Linked DNA regions of Mus musculus: all the other regions are linked to region 1. The links are chromatin contacts, called in public HiCAR-type, HiChIP or PLAC-seq and promoter capture Hi-C maps. All regions are on one chromosome and are shown on one strand. The core of a region is the stretch at or near the end of the contact, and the rest is flanking DNA. Distances in the headings are between cores, read along the strand shown. Region 1 holds the start of Dhx36 (DEAH (Asp-Glu-Ala-His) box polypeptide 36). Region 2 holds the start of P2ry1 (purinergic receptor P2Y, G-protein coupled 1). Region 3 holds the start of E130311K13Rik (RIKEN cDNA E130311K13 gene). Region 4 holds the start of Plch1 (phospholipase C, eta 1). Region 5 has its middle 120 kb from the start of Rap2b.

Evidence for each region. Promoter capture Hi-C pulls out the DNA fragments that hold promoters and counts their contacts. HiCAR-type assays count read pairs that join an accessible place to other places. HiChIP or PLAC-seq counts read pairs in DNA pulled down with a chosen protein or histone mark.
Region 2: a contact with region 1 is called in a HiCAR-type map of astrocytes, with 5 times the contacts expected there. The contact joins the promoter of P2ry1 here to the promoter of Dhx36 in region 1. A contact is called at or near these places in 1 of 39 promoter capture datasets (hippocampal neurons) and 1 of 115 datasets of contacts at active chromatin or transcription factors (astrocytes).
Region 3: a contact with region 1 is called in a promoter capture Hi-C map of hippocampal neurons, with 8 times the contacts expected there. The contact joins the promoter of E130311K13Rik here to the promoter of Dhx36 in region 1. A contact is called at or near these places in 5 of 39 promoter capture datasets (the C10 cell line, frontonasal cranial neural crest, hippocampal neurons and 2 more) and 2 of 115 datasets of contacts at active chromatin or transcription factors (embryonic limb bud and large pre-B cells).
Region 4: a contact with region 1 is called in a promoter capture Hi-C map of hippocampal neurons, with 6 times the contacts expected there. The contact joins the promoter of Plch1 here to the promoter of Dhx36 in region 1. A contact is called at or near these places in 2 of 39 promoter capture datasets (cranial neural crest and hippocampal neurons) and 2 of 115 datasets of contacts at active chromatin or transcription factors (astrocytes and embryonic forebrain).
Region 5: a contact with region 1 is called in an H3K4me3 HiChIP or PLAC-seq map of bone marrow-derived macrophages, with 6 times the contacts expected there. The contact joins the enhancer-like site here to the promoter of Dhx36 in region 1. A contact is called at or near these places in 1 of 39 promoter capture datasets (hippocampal neurons), 4 of 115 datasets of contacts at active chromatin or transcription factors (bone marrow-derived macrophages, embryonic forebrain, forebrain and 1 more) and 1 of 9 other capture datasets (adipose tissue).

Annotation. Positions count from the first base shown.
Region 1 is chr3:62,505,706-62,508,262 of GRCm38.p6, reverse strand. Dhx36 (DEAH (Asp-Glu-Ala-His) box polypeptide 36) reads left to right here and starts at 1,275. Exons shown (of 25, transcript NM_028136.2): 1 at 1,275-1,545. The coding sequence starts at 1,324.
Region 2 is chr3:61,001,500-61,004,056 of GRCm38.p6, reverse strand. It overlaps P2ry1 (purinergic receptor P2Y, G-protein coupled 1), which reads right to left and starts at 1,272. Exons shown (of 2, transcript NM_008772.5): 1 at 1-1,272. The coding sequence starts at 615.
Region 3 is chr3:63,928,186-63,930,742 of GRCm38.p6, reverse strand. E130311K13Rik (RIKEN cDNA E130311K13 gene) reads left to right here and starts at 1,271. Exons shown (of 5, transcript NM_177856.5): 1 at 1,271-1,486. The coding sequence starts at 1,373.
Region 4 is chr3:63,898,178-63,900,734 of GRCm38.p6, reverse strand. Plch1 (phospholipase C, eta 1) reads left to right here and starts at 1,273. Exons shown (of 24, transcript NM_001370984.1): 1 at 1,273-1,508.
Region 5 is chr3:61,240,311-61,242,867 of GRCm38.p6, reverse strand. No RefSeq gene overlaps it. Among named protein-coding and RNA genes, the nearest start is that of Rap2b, 120 kb to the left of the region's middle. Within about 2 kb of position 1,272, at least 16 of the 459 cell types and tissues checked have an H3K27ac peak or open chromatin away from gene starts, as enhancers often do. A contact at or near this core is called in bone marrow-derived macrophages, where this site is marked.

The DNA.
Region 1 (2,557 bases), core at 26-2,525:
CCATCCCTCTGCCCCCATGATTATTTTCTTCCCCCTTCTAAGTGGGATTGAAGCATCCTCATTTGAGCCTTTCTGCTTGTTAAACTTTAAGTACTGTGGATTGTATCCTAGGTATTCTGTACTTTTTTAGTTAATATCCACTTATCATTGAGTACGTACCATGCATGTCCATTTGGGTCTGGATTACTTCGATGATCAGGATATTTTCTTGTTCCATTCATTTGCATGCAAAATTCATGATGTCCTCATTTTTAATAGCTGAATAGTATTCCACTGAGTAAATGAACCACATTTTCTGTATCCATTCTTTGGTTGTTTCCAGCTTCTGGCAATTACATATAAGGCTGTTATGAACATAGTGGAGCACATGTCCTTGTGGTATGGTAGGACATCTTCTCATATATTCACAAGAGTGGTATAGTTGGGTCTTCAGGTAGAACTATTTCTAATTTTCTGAGGAACTGCCAGATTAGATACAAGTAACCTATGACAGCCTCAAACTCATTATACAGCTAAGGGTCAAATTCTGATTTATCATCTTCCATCTGCTGTTTGCTGAGATTGCATACCTGCACCACAACACCGTTTATACTGTTTGGGATTAAAACCATGCCAGGCAAGCACTCTTATCAATTGAGCTGACACCCAAGTTCCAGGATTAAAGTTTTTTTTTTTTTTTAAGATTTATTTATTTTATGTATATGAGTTTACTATAGCTGTTTTCAGACACACCAAAAGAGGGTATGGGATTTGATTATGGATGGTTGTGAGCAACCATGTGGTTGCTAGGAATTGAACTCATGACTTCTAGGAGGAGCAGTCAGTGCTCTTAACGGCTGAGCCGTCTCTCCAAGCCTAGTATTAGAGAGTCTTTAAAGAAGGTATTTGGGTGCGTATATTTGACTGAAAGAGGTGCCAGGCGTTTTCTAAGAAATAAGAACTTCTTTGGTCTTTGAGGACAGAGTACACAATGGTCGATGGTTTTGTTGGGTATGTATTTGCATGGCTTTGCAAATAAGTTCTAGGTTTAACAAAGTAATTAAAATTCACTCAAATTTCCACATTTTCTCAGGCTAGTTTAAATTCCCCGCCATCCGAAGGACGCCCACCCAGGAGCTAAGTTTCTGGCCAGAACACGAACCGCGGCTCACACCGCTGGCGCCGTCCGTGACGTCACCGGAAATGTCTGCTTGTGACACTCAACGTCCCGCCCTCTCGCGCTGGGCGCCGGAAGCAAAGCAGAGGGGAATGTGCGCCCGCTTCCGGGCCCGGACGCCATTTTCAGCGGTTGAGTTTTGGCAGAGCTGCTAGTCGGCTCCGACAATGAGCTACGACTATCATCAGAGCTGGAGCCGCGATGGGGGCCCACGGGGCTCCGGCCAGGGCTCCAGCGGCGGCGGCGGCGGAGGGAGCCGGGGCTCGGGCGGCGGCGGAGGGGGCCGCGGCGGCCGGGGCCGGCATCCCGCACACCTTAAGGGTCGCGAGATCGGCCTGTGGTACGCCAAGAAGCAGACGCAGAAGAACAAGGAGGCTGAGAGGCAGGAGGTATGGAGGTCTCGTCAGGACGCGTTTGCTCTCCCTGGCGTTTGCTCGAGCTCGATGCAACCTCTGTCGAGCCCCGGGTAACGGGTCACCCGATGGGTTGCGCCTCCATCCCAAGCCATCACTGCTGCAGCCGATGCATGCTCTGTTTACGGACTTGAGAACTGAACTGAGGGTGAATGCTAAATTCAGACTCTAGCCAAGCCGACTCTTATTAGGGGATGCAATCATTTAGAATGCTTGCTGTCACCTTTAAGTTTTTTCCCCGAAGCAGCCAACAAAAGCATTAAAACACTGTCTTAAGTGTGTAGATCTTGGAGAAAAAAGTAGTTTAGGTAATAGTATTAGCATTAAAGTGAGTCATATGCTGGTCTTTTTTTTTTTTTTTTTCTCCCTTTCTGTTCTGAATTTTCTGTTGACTAGCAGCGCCTCTTTTAAGACTTATTGAAAGGAAGACGCTGTAGAGAAGTATTTGGCTAATTTCATCAGGAAATTGTCAGTTTGGTTTGTATCTTGAAGACCTGTAGTATAGGAAGCATCGTGTTTTTGTTGTCTGTTTTGTTTTGTTTTGTTTTGTTTTGTTTTGTTTTACCTGAGACAGGGTTTGTGTAGCCTTGGCTGTTCTGAACCTGCTCTGTAAATCAGGTTGGCCCTGAACACACAGAGATCCACCTACCTCCGAGATTAGAGGTGTGCACCACCAACCCAGCAAACATAATGGTTTTTGAGTGACCTGGTCTAAGTAACTCCATCATTGCGCAGAATCTTTAAGTGTTTGGACACTGTTTCATACATGCTTTTTTGAATGCTAAAGACCTTTGCATTCTAATAGGGGGAAAGAAATACCTAAACAAATAAGTTCAATAAGCGGATCTTTCCAGATATACACAGGACACACGTAACTTGTGCCCTGGATATTGATGCTACATAGTGCAGGCTGACCTTGTACTCCTAGTCCTCTTTTCATTCCCAGTGCTGGGATTTCATATGTGCACACCTCAGGGCTAGGCTTTTT
Region 2 (2,557 bases), core at 23-2,522, 1.5 Mb after region 1:
GGTGTCATAGCAGGTGACAGTTTTGTTTTTCCGAGTCCCAGTGCCAGAGTAGAAGAGAATAGGGGAGATGGCCACCACCACAATGAGCCACACCAGCACGCTGACATAAATGGCATTCTTCTTCTTGAGCCTGCCCAGAGACTTGAGAGGGTACACCACGCCACTGTACCTGTGTGCGCTGATGCAGGTGAGGAACAAGATGCTACCGTAGAGATTTACGTGGAAGATGAATCTCTGCAGCTTGCACATAGCATCCCCGAAGATCCAGTCAGTCTTGTTGAAGTAGTAGAAGATGAGGGCTGGTAGGGTGAGCACGTATAAAAAGTCAGCCAGAGCCAAATTGAACATGTACACGGAGATGCCGCTCCAAGGCTTCATGTGGAAAACGAACATCCAGATAGCCACGCTGTTGCCTAGGAAGCCTATGATGAACACTAAAATGTAGACAGCCGGCAGGTAGTAGAACTGGAAACCGGTCTTGGTCAGGGCACATTGGAATGAAGAGGAAACTGCTGCAGTTGAGGCGACAGTACTGTTTCCCCAAAGCGAGCCCAGGCCCGCCAGAAAGGCAGCATCCGTCCCGTTGGGGACAACCGACCAAGGCACCTCGGTCATCCTCTTCTTTCCAACTCAGGCAGCTACTAGAAAGGGCAGACCGCGGCGAGCGGGCAGCAGCGGCGAGAGACTCAGCGCGCATCGGAGGCGCAGGCCAGGGACCGCGCGCGGGAGTTCCCCACGGGTCGGAGCGCGCAGGGGCTCGCCCACGCCGGCTCTGGCCGCGCTTTTGTCGCGGGCCATGAAATTCGCCCGGAGCTGCGACCGATCTAAGCTGAAGGACGTGCGGGCAACTTCCCGGTCCAGCTGGCGGCGCGGAGGTTACACAACAGGACGCGCAGGGCACCTCCACCAAGTTTGCAAGTGCGCTCCCGCGCAGGGCGACTGATAGGCGCTGCTCAGAGCGCCTGGGGCGCGGCGGGTCAAGTCCAAGTAGTTCGGCTGTTCCCAGCGGCCCGAAGGCGCAGGCCAACCACCTCCTCTCTGATCAACTTTGCCTGGCCATCTGCCTACTCCCTACCTTGCAACCCGGGACCTTCACCAGGGACGCCGCGACTCTTCTTCCGGCCACATTCTGAGCCCGCGCTCAACCTTGGAGGTCTTTTGGAGAGCGCGTGGCCTCGGACCCTGGCGTACTACCTACCCTGTACCCCGCTCACAGTCCATGAAGGCTGCAGCTCGTCTCCGCGCTCGGCTGGGTCTCGAGTGCAGGGGGCAGGAGAGAAAGCCAGGCTCCCAGCGGGGTGGGCGGAGCCTAGGAGCCCGGGCGAGTCTGTGCTCCGCGGGGAGGCAAGGGGCGTGTCTCCGCCGTGCAAGCTCCGGGCCGCCGGCTCAGGGCTGGGCGCCCAGGGCGGGAGGTGGCCTCTGGAAGCAGAGATCGCGGTGCCCCTGCACGCCTGGCAAGGCCGCCACCACTCGAATCAGTGGTCAGAACAAAAGGTGCTCTAGGGCAGCGGTGGCTTCTGGCCAGCGTATGGCTGGAGGGGTTTCCTCGGTCCTCCACCAGCTAGCTCTGTAAAGTGAAGTTGCTGACACGCTGAAAACCTTCTGGACGCTGGCAGCGTTGTGTCTAAAGCTTTGAGCTGAGCAGTCTGAGACAGACATCTCCGGAGCCTCCCCGGAACTCGCAAGGTGTTTGCAGGCTCCAGACAACCAGCGGTTTGCAGGTGGGCACGCCCTGGCCCTGCACAGCGCCTTGCTTTGCCCAACGCGTGTAGGAACCTGCTGATCCCAGAGGGTGCCAGCTCTGAATGAGTGAGGGTGGTAAGCGGCATGGGCAAGTCGCTTTCTGCCCTTCATGTCTGTTTGTTTTTATTGTTGTTTGCTTTATCCAAATACTATTTTTTGCACTACTTAGAAAAATGCTAATACACCGGCATCACTGGTAACATTATTGTGAGAATGTACATAAGAACCTGGTCTAACTGCTTAGTTAACGCAGCACACATCATCAGTCCAACTTGACTGCTAACACTTGCTGGAAAGAACAAGCGCCCTCCCTCCAACCTCCAGTTACCATTTACATACATTTAAATAATAGAGACTACAGTGAAAATGATTCTGAATCAAGCTGAATATTAAACACAGCTTTATAAAGAAAGAGGGTTCATTTGTTGAGGGATAACTTTACAGTTTGGCTTTATTGTGAATCTTATTTCTTAAAATGCCTGTTCCTCTAGTAGATACCTTTCAAATTTAGACAGAGACCAATGTAATTATTTTATTTTTTGTAAATCTTAGTCTAGGGTTCCAAATGCATAAAAAATGTGGGCAATATATAAAAAAAAAGTGTTTAATTGTAAACTAAATGGATTGTTTCCTACCTGAAGACATGATTAAACAGACCCACCCAAGAATGGAACCAAGCCCTTCTTGACAATCTACTGATTAATGTATTTTATGTGCCATATTAACAAATACATTTTTTCTTGTAAAAAAAAAGTACGAGGATAGAATACCTTCGATTATATTCTATAGCCATTTCATTCTAGTTTCATATATT
Region 3 (2,557 bases), core at 22-2,521, 1.4 Mb before region 1:
AAGTACAACTAGATACTTCACATCTTTAAGGGACTATTTTCCTATTGTCCATTTACAAAGCTATAGAGATAGAGGAGTAATGTCTTCTTTTCCTCTCTGGTGCTTTTGACATAGGTACCTGTGTGTGCACATCATATAAGCAAGTAATAACAAAGGCCTCACAAGTGAGTGTGATATGCTACTGTCAGTCATAAAACTATGGGGTGTGGAAACACTAATTCACACTGTTATATATTTGATTTCTGTAAGGTAAGTTTTTTTTTTGAATTTTCATTTTTTGTTTTATATTTTTGCAATGCTAGATAGAGATCTAGCCCAGGGCCTCAAGTGTTAGGAAAGTTCTCCTGTAACATTTTAAATATAATGAACCAAACAGAGTTAAACAATAGTCCCAAGACGTCTAATGCTTCTAGTACTAACTGTAGAGTTTGGGAGCGACAAAGGGCACCCTCAGGTGGGGTATTTGGTTTTAAAAACATGTTCACTTGTGGAGTCCTGAGCAACACTGATTCCTTTCAGCAACCAGGTGTGAGAAAGCATGGAACAATGCAGCCAGTGATGCTTCCCAGCACCTGTGTGCAGAGTTTTTACCATGCACCAACAGGTCGGTCGTTAGCCCCTCTGGAGGTCAAGCTGAGGACCACCACAAGTGGGTTGTTAGATTTTCTTACAGGCTCAAAAGCCTCAGAGTAAAACATAATTTTATCAGGTAAGATATTTTAGAATTGCCAGGCACAATGGGAAAGGCCAGATCTCTCTTTGGGCCAAAGTTAAATTTATTACACAATGCACATTTCAGCTTAACAAATAAGTATATCTCCATCTCTCTTTCCTTTATTATTCTTGGCATTAAAAATATTTAGAAAGCCAGGCACACGGAAACACAGCAGAAGCCTCTGTATGGGGGAAGCTAAAGATTAGGACGCTGAGGCCAGCCTTTAGAAACATAAACCCTGTTTCTAAAGAAACAAAGGTTGATGCCATATGTGTTTCTGGGTGTGCTCTCCAGCACCATAAAATATGGCAAGTGGATTTCTGAGTTAGAACTAGCCTGGTCTGCGGAGCTAGTTACAGGATAGCCAGGGCTACACAGAGAAACCTGTCTCAAAAATGTAAAAAACAACAAAATAATAAAAATACAAGCTTATAGAAAAAGTAGCAAGAATAAGAGACTGTGCATATTTACACAGATGTCTTATCTTTTCACGGCATTTTTGTGTTGTTCTGCTGTCCTGGCTGGCTTGGTACCACCAAGGACACGCAGAGACAAGAGTGCAAACGCCCAGAATGGGCGGGGACCCCGGAGCCGTGCAGCGCAGCGACCCCTACCGCCCACCAGGGGGCGCCCGCAAGGCTTGCTGGACGCCGGAACATGGCGCGGCCGCCCGCGAGCCTCGGGTCGCAGGCGCCGGACCGCGACCGAGGGGAGGCCAACGTGGTGACACGGGTGTCGCAATGGGCAGACAACCATCTGCGCCTTGTCCAGGTGCCACAGCCCGGCGGGGTGGGCTAGCCTGAGCGGAGTGATCGCGGCAGGCCTGGAAGAGGACCCGCAGGGGCGGAAAGACAGCCGGGCCACAGGGGAAATGGCCAGGGAGGCGACATCGCCTCATTTGCCCTCCTGGCGGCGGCGGTGGTCAGGCCTGGAGGCTGGCGCAGGGCTGGGGACACCACAGGGCTGGCCCAAGAGTAGCTCCTCATTCAGTATGGCGGGCTGGATACCCAGGAAGAGCAGAGAAGCCCGAGAGGCCTTAACAGAGCAGAGCCAGGATGGGTTTTTCCAGGGCTGGGGTTCGAACTTTGGTAAGCATTGTAGTGCTTACCACTGAACTGTATCCCCAGTTGTTTTGGTTTTGGGTTTTGGGGTTGTTTTTTTTTTTTTTTTGGTTTTTTTTTTTTTTTGTTTGTTTGTTTGTTTTTTTGGTTTTTTGAGACAGGGTTTCTCTGTATAGCCCTGGCTGTCCTGGAACTCACTTTGTAGACCAGTCTGGTCTCGAACTCAGAAAGAAATCCGCCTGCCTCTCGTGTTTTCTTTTTAAGTGAAACAAGAGAAGACACTGAAATTCAATCATAGAAGAGACACTTAGACAGCCAGTCTACTACCAGATAAAGGACTGCTAAAGTCCCTGTGGTGGTGGTGGTTCCTGTCATGGAGCAGTCGTAGTAAATGATTTACTGGGAAAAGCTGTAGAGCCCTTGGACATTAAAATTTGGAGACTGATCTTGAAGACAGCCCATTAGACTTTAAAGTACAGTTGTAGGCTTGAGGCAACAGTGTTCAATGGGAAATCAGAACTGGACGTAAAGCTGAGTGAGAGTGAGCTGCATAAACCTGGTGGAGTGGGTAAAGCCCTAGTCTTGACAGACATCTTGAAACAACGTCAGAAAGGTACAGAAAACGGTCTAGAAATGAGGCCTAGGGGATTCTCTGGGGAGGGAAGGTAGCAGAAGCAAAATCTGAGGCAAACAGGGAGACAGATGATTAGGAAAATGAGTAGCCAAAAGCCAGGACAACGTATTTGGAAGGAACAACAACTTTTTTGTTTGTTTGTTTTGA
Region 4 (2,557 bases), core at 24-2,523, 1.4 Mb before region 1:
ATTGAATTCTTCCTTGTAGTCTGTAACTAGTCTGGTTGCTTTTTTCTTTCTTTTTTTTCCAAGCGTCCAGGATAGCTTTCAGGATAAAGTTTCTTTTTGCCCATGATGCTTTGCCGTCACATTGTAATTGCCTCTGTTGAACTGAATAATACAAATGGGTTGTTTCTATGGTATCGGCTAGGCTAAGACGGATGAAAAGGTGAAATACTATATCTTGTGCTGAGAGGTCACTGAGCATCCCTCCTCCCACTCCCCCACTGTCAGTCAAAGAGGACTAGTGATCTCTCCAGCCTCAGACTCTCCTTTATTACTTCCTGAACAAATTCACTCATGGAAGAAAAAAAGACTTTTGTTTATGTTGTCACCAGGCCCAGACAACCCCTGCTAATTCCATGTTGCCATGCCAGAGCTCCTGACTTTCTTACTGGAGGGAAGTTTTACTTTGAATGGTACACGGAGGGTCTTGTCCTCAGTTCCTCCCAGTTAGGCTTTGAACTAACAATAGGACAGGTTGAATCAAGACTGATAAAAGCCAAGTCCTGGAATCTTGAAGCCGGATCACTCCGCAGCACGCTATTCCCTTTCTACTGTTAGTGCGCTCAGATCTCATCTTTACTCAGCTTTTGAACACTTGCTGGGTGCAAACGTTCCGCTGCCGCCTGTGTGCTCTTTAACAGCACATTAGCTTTTCCAGCCCGCTAGCGGGTGAACTGACAATTAACTGGCTTGTTAATTAATGCCAACGAGTGATATTTGGAAGAGACTGAGGGATAACAAAGCATCCTATAACCTGCACTCCCTGTTCCTCAATTTGATTTTACTCAAAATGGATAGTTGAAAATAACAGATGCTATATTTATTGGAAAGGGAGAAGGGGGGAGGGGGAAGGGGGAGGAAAGAAAGGATTAGTCGTTTGGTGTTTTATTTTTGAAGCGGTTCAAACTCTTGTAAGAACATTGCACAGTTCGCTTCCCCTGAACTCTCCAACTTTGTTCCAGCAGCGTCTTTAACCCGCTAGCCACCTAAACTGAAAATCTATCAGAGGTGTCCCTGGTCTTGGAATTCTTTGAAATTTGCTGCGAGGGAGGACAGAAGAAGATCTTTATTCCCAGGGGTTCTGGCCTATGCCTAGCAGTAGCATCTTCATAAGGGGTCCACGTCCAGTTCTTGGCTCCTGTTCCTCGATGGCGCTCCAGTCCACTCGCGCGCGCTCCAGTTCCGGATTTGCCCTGAGCTGAGGGTTAAGAGGGAGGGTGCTCCAATGTGAGCATGAGGATTTGAATGAGAAAGCAGGTTGTGGCGGCAGCGCTGGTCTTTACTTGGAGCTCCTCTGTTGGTTCTGTTGGCTGGTGTGTAGTGGTGCCCATCTTGGGCTGGGGGGCTGTTTTGGAGGAATTGGGGTTGGAGTCACACCGGGACACTAGCAGATCACTCCAGCATTTGGGAGGTTGAGCCGGTTACAAAAACTCCGAGGATCCTTCATCAGCGGGATACTCAGAGCTGAGCAGGTCAGTGCTTTGGAGGGGGTGGGGGTGGGGGACAGGGAGAGGGCCGGGAGCAGGAAGAGGAGCACCGGACTGCCTCTCCAGCGTTGCGCGAGCAGGTGCTCGAATTCTTTCTGGGCAATCTCAGCCGCGAGCACCGGGTTGTGGTGTGTGCCAGGGTGCCTCGGCCCAGGAACTGGACCACAGTAGCTCGTGAGCTCCTAATGGAGCGCGTGGGCTTTTGTGCCTGAGCAAGACCTTCCCTGCCCTGGTTGGTGGCAGAGGTCCAGCCACCGGGAGGGTCCCGCATCGCGGCGGAATGATCCCACAAGACCTCCCCTGGCTCTGGCCGCCTGGAAAGCAGTTCTGCGGTCCCAGAAGCGCGCCCTTAGTTGCCGGTGCGAGTCTTACTGTTCAAAAAGCTCCGGGCATTAGGTGCGAGAAGGATTTACTCCAACTGCCCTTTCCTAGCGACAAATCATGGGTTACCGAAGCGACGCCCGGGCTGTGAAGGTGTTCTCTGCGCCTGCGCGGGATACCATGGCAACAGTACCGGGTCGGAGACGCCACTTGAAGAGCAGAGCTGTTTTGCTTTGCTTCACTGTGGAGCCCAAGTCTTTCTCTAGACTTTTTGTTTGTTTGTTTGTTTGTAGCTTGGAATCAACTTACGATCTCATTTTTGTTTTTTAAGAGTTTAGCATTGAAGTGATAGCCAGAGGTATGAAATAAAAAATATATAACTTTTTTCTCTCTTCTGTCATCATTTTGATCATGGTAGAAAAATAATGCTGAGAAACTGCTCATTGGAGCATTCAAGTTACCTCCTTTTATCCTGTGAAAAGGAAGATATGAATAAGACTTTATTTCCTGGTGCGGCTTTTTTAAACAATTGTATTAAGCTTGGGTTTCCACAGTGTGCAGACGACATCGTAGCTCCTGTGTACTCTGCATACAACCTGTTTATAACGTACAGAACCTGATGCTCTCCAAATGAACTAGTGTGTTAAATGCCGGTGAAGGGAAGCAAAGGTTCTCTCTGTCAACAGAGACGTTGCTTTTTAAGATGTGGGTTG
Region 5 (2,557 bases), core at 23-2,522, 1.3 Mb after region 1:
GCTTCAAGGCAAATTGTCTTCACATTGTGGCTTGAAGAAAAGAAAAACTTGTTTCTTTAAAATATTGTATATGAGAGGCTAGGCAAAAAAGTCCATGTTAGCTGTAGACTTGTGATGCAGGGGAAGAAGTTGGCAGAAATGACTTAGAAGTCAGCAGAGAGCACATTTATGGAGAAGCCCTTCATGGGTGACACCAAGAAATTTAACATTTATCTTGCGGTGCTGTGGTCTATAACAAATTATACAAGGAGAAGTATGGTAATTACTTTTGCATTGCAGTGACCAAATATCTGATACAGAACTTAAGTTTGTTTTGCTTTGTGGTTTCAGAGGGCCCTTCCCATGGTGGAGTGAATCAGGGCAGAAAAGGGCTTGTGGAAGAAACTGCTCACCTCATGGTAGACAGGAAACAGAGGAAAGGGTTTTTATGTGGTACTAGGTCAAGCTATAGCTGTGAAGTTGTTCTGAGGGCAAGGGCAGTCTCCTTGTGGCCTATTTTCCTGTACTGGACCCTGTCTTCCTATGACTCCACCATATTATAAATTCATCAAGGGGTCAATGCATTGATATGTGTGAGCTCTCCAGATCAACCTCAAAGGCCATCAGAAGGCAGCTCAGCCCCCAGTACACAAGGCCAAGGTGGGCAGGGGCATCCTCTTATATTCAAGCAATGAGAGGAAGTGATACCATCAAGAAGTGGTATCATTAGAAATGAGTTGAGTCCACTTGGTGTGGAATTCATGGAAAACACAGGAGATGGAGTGTAAACAAAAACGCCATTCTCTCAGTGAATAGGAGCAAACAAACCCCTCCTCTTTCTTAGAGGTACTCAGTTGTGCTTTTGTGTTCTTGATAATTGGAAATGATTTTAATCTTTCCACAAGCTGACTCATTGATTTCTGCAGACCCATTGCAAACACAAGAACCTGGCCCCTGTTTGTATTTGATCTTCTTTAACTGTCACCCCAGTGAACTAGCAAGATATTATGGGAACTTAGTTTGTACTGTCACTAGTTGTGTGATCTAAAGAAAGTCATCGGCACCTCAGCCCTGTCCTATGATCTAGGGATAATAGCAATGCATTCAAAGTGTAATGAGAATGAGCCATATTAGTCCTGAAAATACAAAGGGTTAAATTAGCCCATAGCTTTGGGTTAGGGACTGCACGGACTTTAACTATCTTCCATTGTTGCATTACGGTAAATACCTCTTCCTCAACTTTGGGGCTTTGATTTCCTGGCACACTCACAATGACTTACACTAGTGTCTGACAGGCATTAACCACTTCTAAAATACAGGAACTATGTTAGGCCTGGAAACTTCCCTATAATGATAGCTAGCAGAGGTTCGTTAAAACCAGCAAACCTCATAATCAAAATGAAAGAAGACATCGATGTAAGCACTGATGGCTTGCCTCAGGTGTTGCTTCATGTTCTGTCCTCATGGATCAGAAAGCCCAAGCTTCGAGTATCAGCAAATGCTTAGTACTTGTCATATCTTTTGTTGCTTCCTGCACTTTGTCTGGAAATGGTGAAAAGTTATAGAAATAAGGTCTCTTTGAAATCTGAGGTTTATTGTGATTAAACACGGTAGAATTATTTATTCAGTATTATGTAATTATGAATCAAGTATTATGGATTTGATATTCTTTCATTGATGCATTCTCTGTCATCCACTTCATCTATCCCAGCACCTTAGTGGTTCTAGACTAATACAAGAATCAACAGAAGTTGGGCTGTATGCAACTTTGGTACAAAGTTTAAGTCAACTATCCACTTAAAATGTTGGAGAATGTTCTATTGGTTGTCACTTTATGATCAAGAGATCTGTAATTGAGGATCCCTAGGGGGATGAAACCCAGAGTGATATCTTTATATTATCCAACTTGTCCATGTGTAAGGCTTTAGCTCTGGATTCTGATCATCTCTGTCTTTGCATCTCTCCTGGGTCCTCACCCTTGGGATATCTGCATTCCTGCCTTTCCTTGGTTCTTCCTCTCTTTCTGTTTTTCTACTTTCCTCTAAACCCAGAGTTGCACCTGCAAGTGCTACTGTCCAGAAAAGGACTCACTAGGGAGCTGTCTGGGCTCATACTTGGTTTGGGTGCTTCTGTGTGTTGTTGTCTCACTCTTCCTTGCACATTACCAGCTCACTCAGTCACCTTTTATCCACTGTTTCAGTATCAGTCCATCACCAAACTCTGGGCCTTAACTCTCTTTGGTAGGATGTCAGGTAGTTCTTAGAAACAGGAGCAATTCTGGGTTAAAATTTTGGAGACAGGTGGGTGGCTCCATCCCTCAACCGGGGCGGGGGGGGGGGGGGTGCAGGGCTTGCCTAACCTCTGGATGTGGTCTCAGACAGGTTCTATCACTCTTTTCTGGGATATTTCAGCTAATGTCATCACCATGGGGTCCTGGGAGGCTCTTGCATTCCTGGCATCGGGGGATCCATCCCACATGCATACACTAAATCCAGACACTATTGCAGATGGGATGCTGTACTGGCTAATTTTGTGTCAACTTGACACAGCTGGAGTTATCATAGAGAAAGGAGCTTCA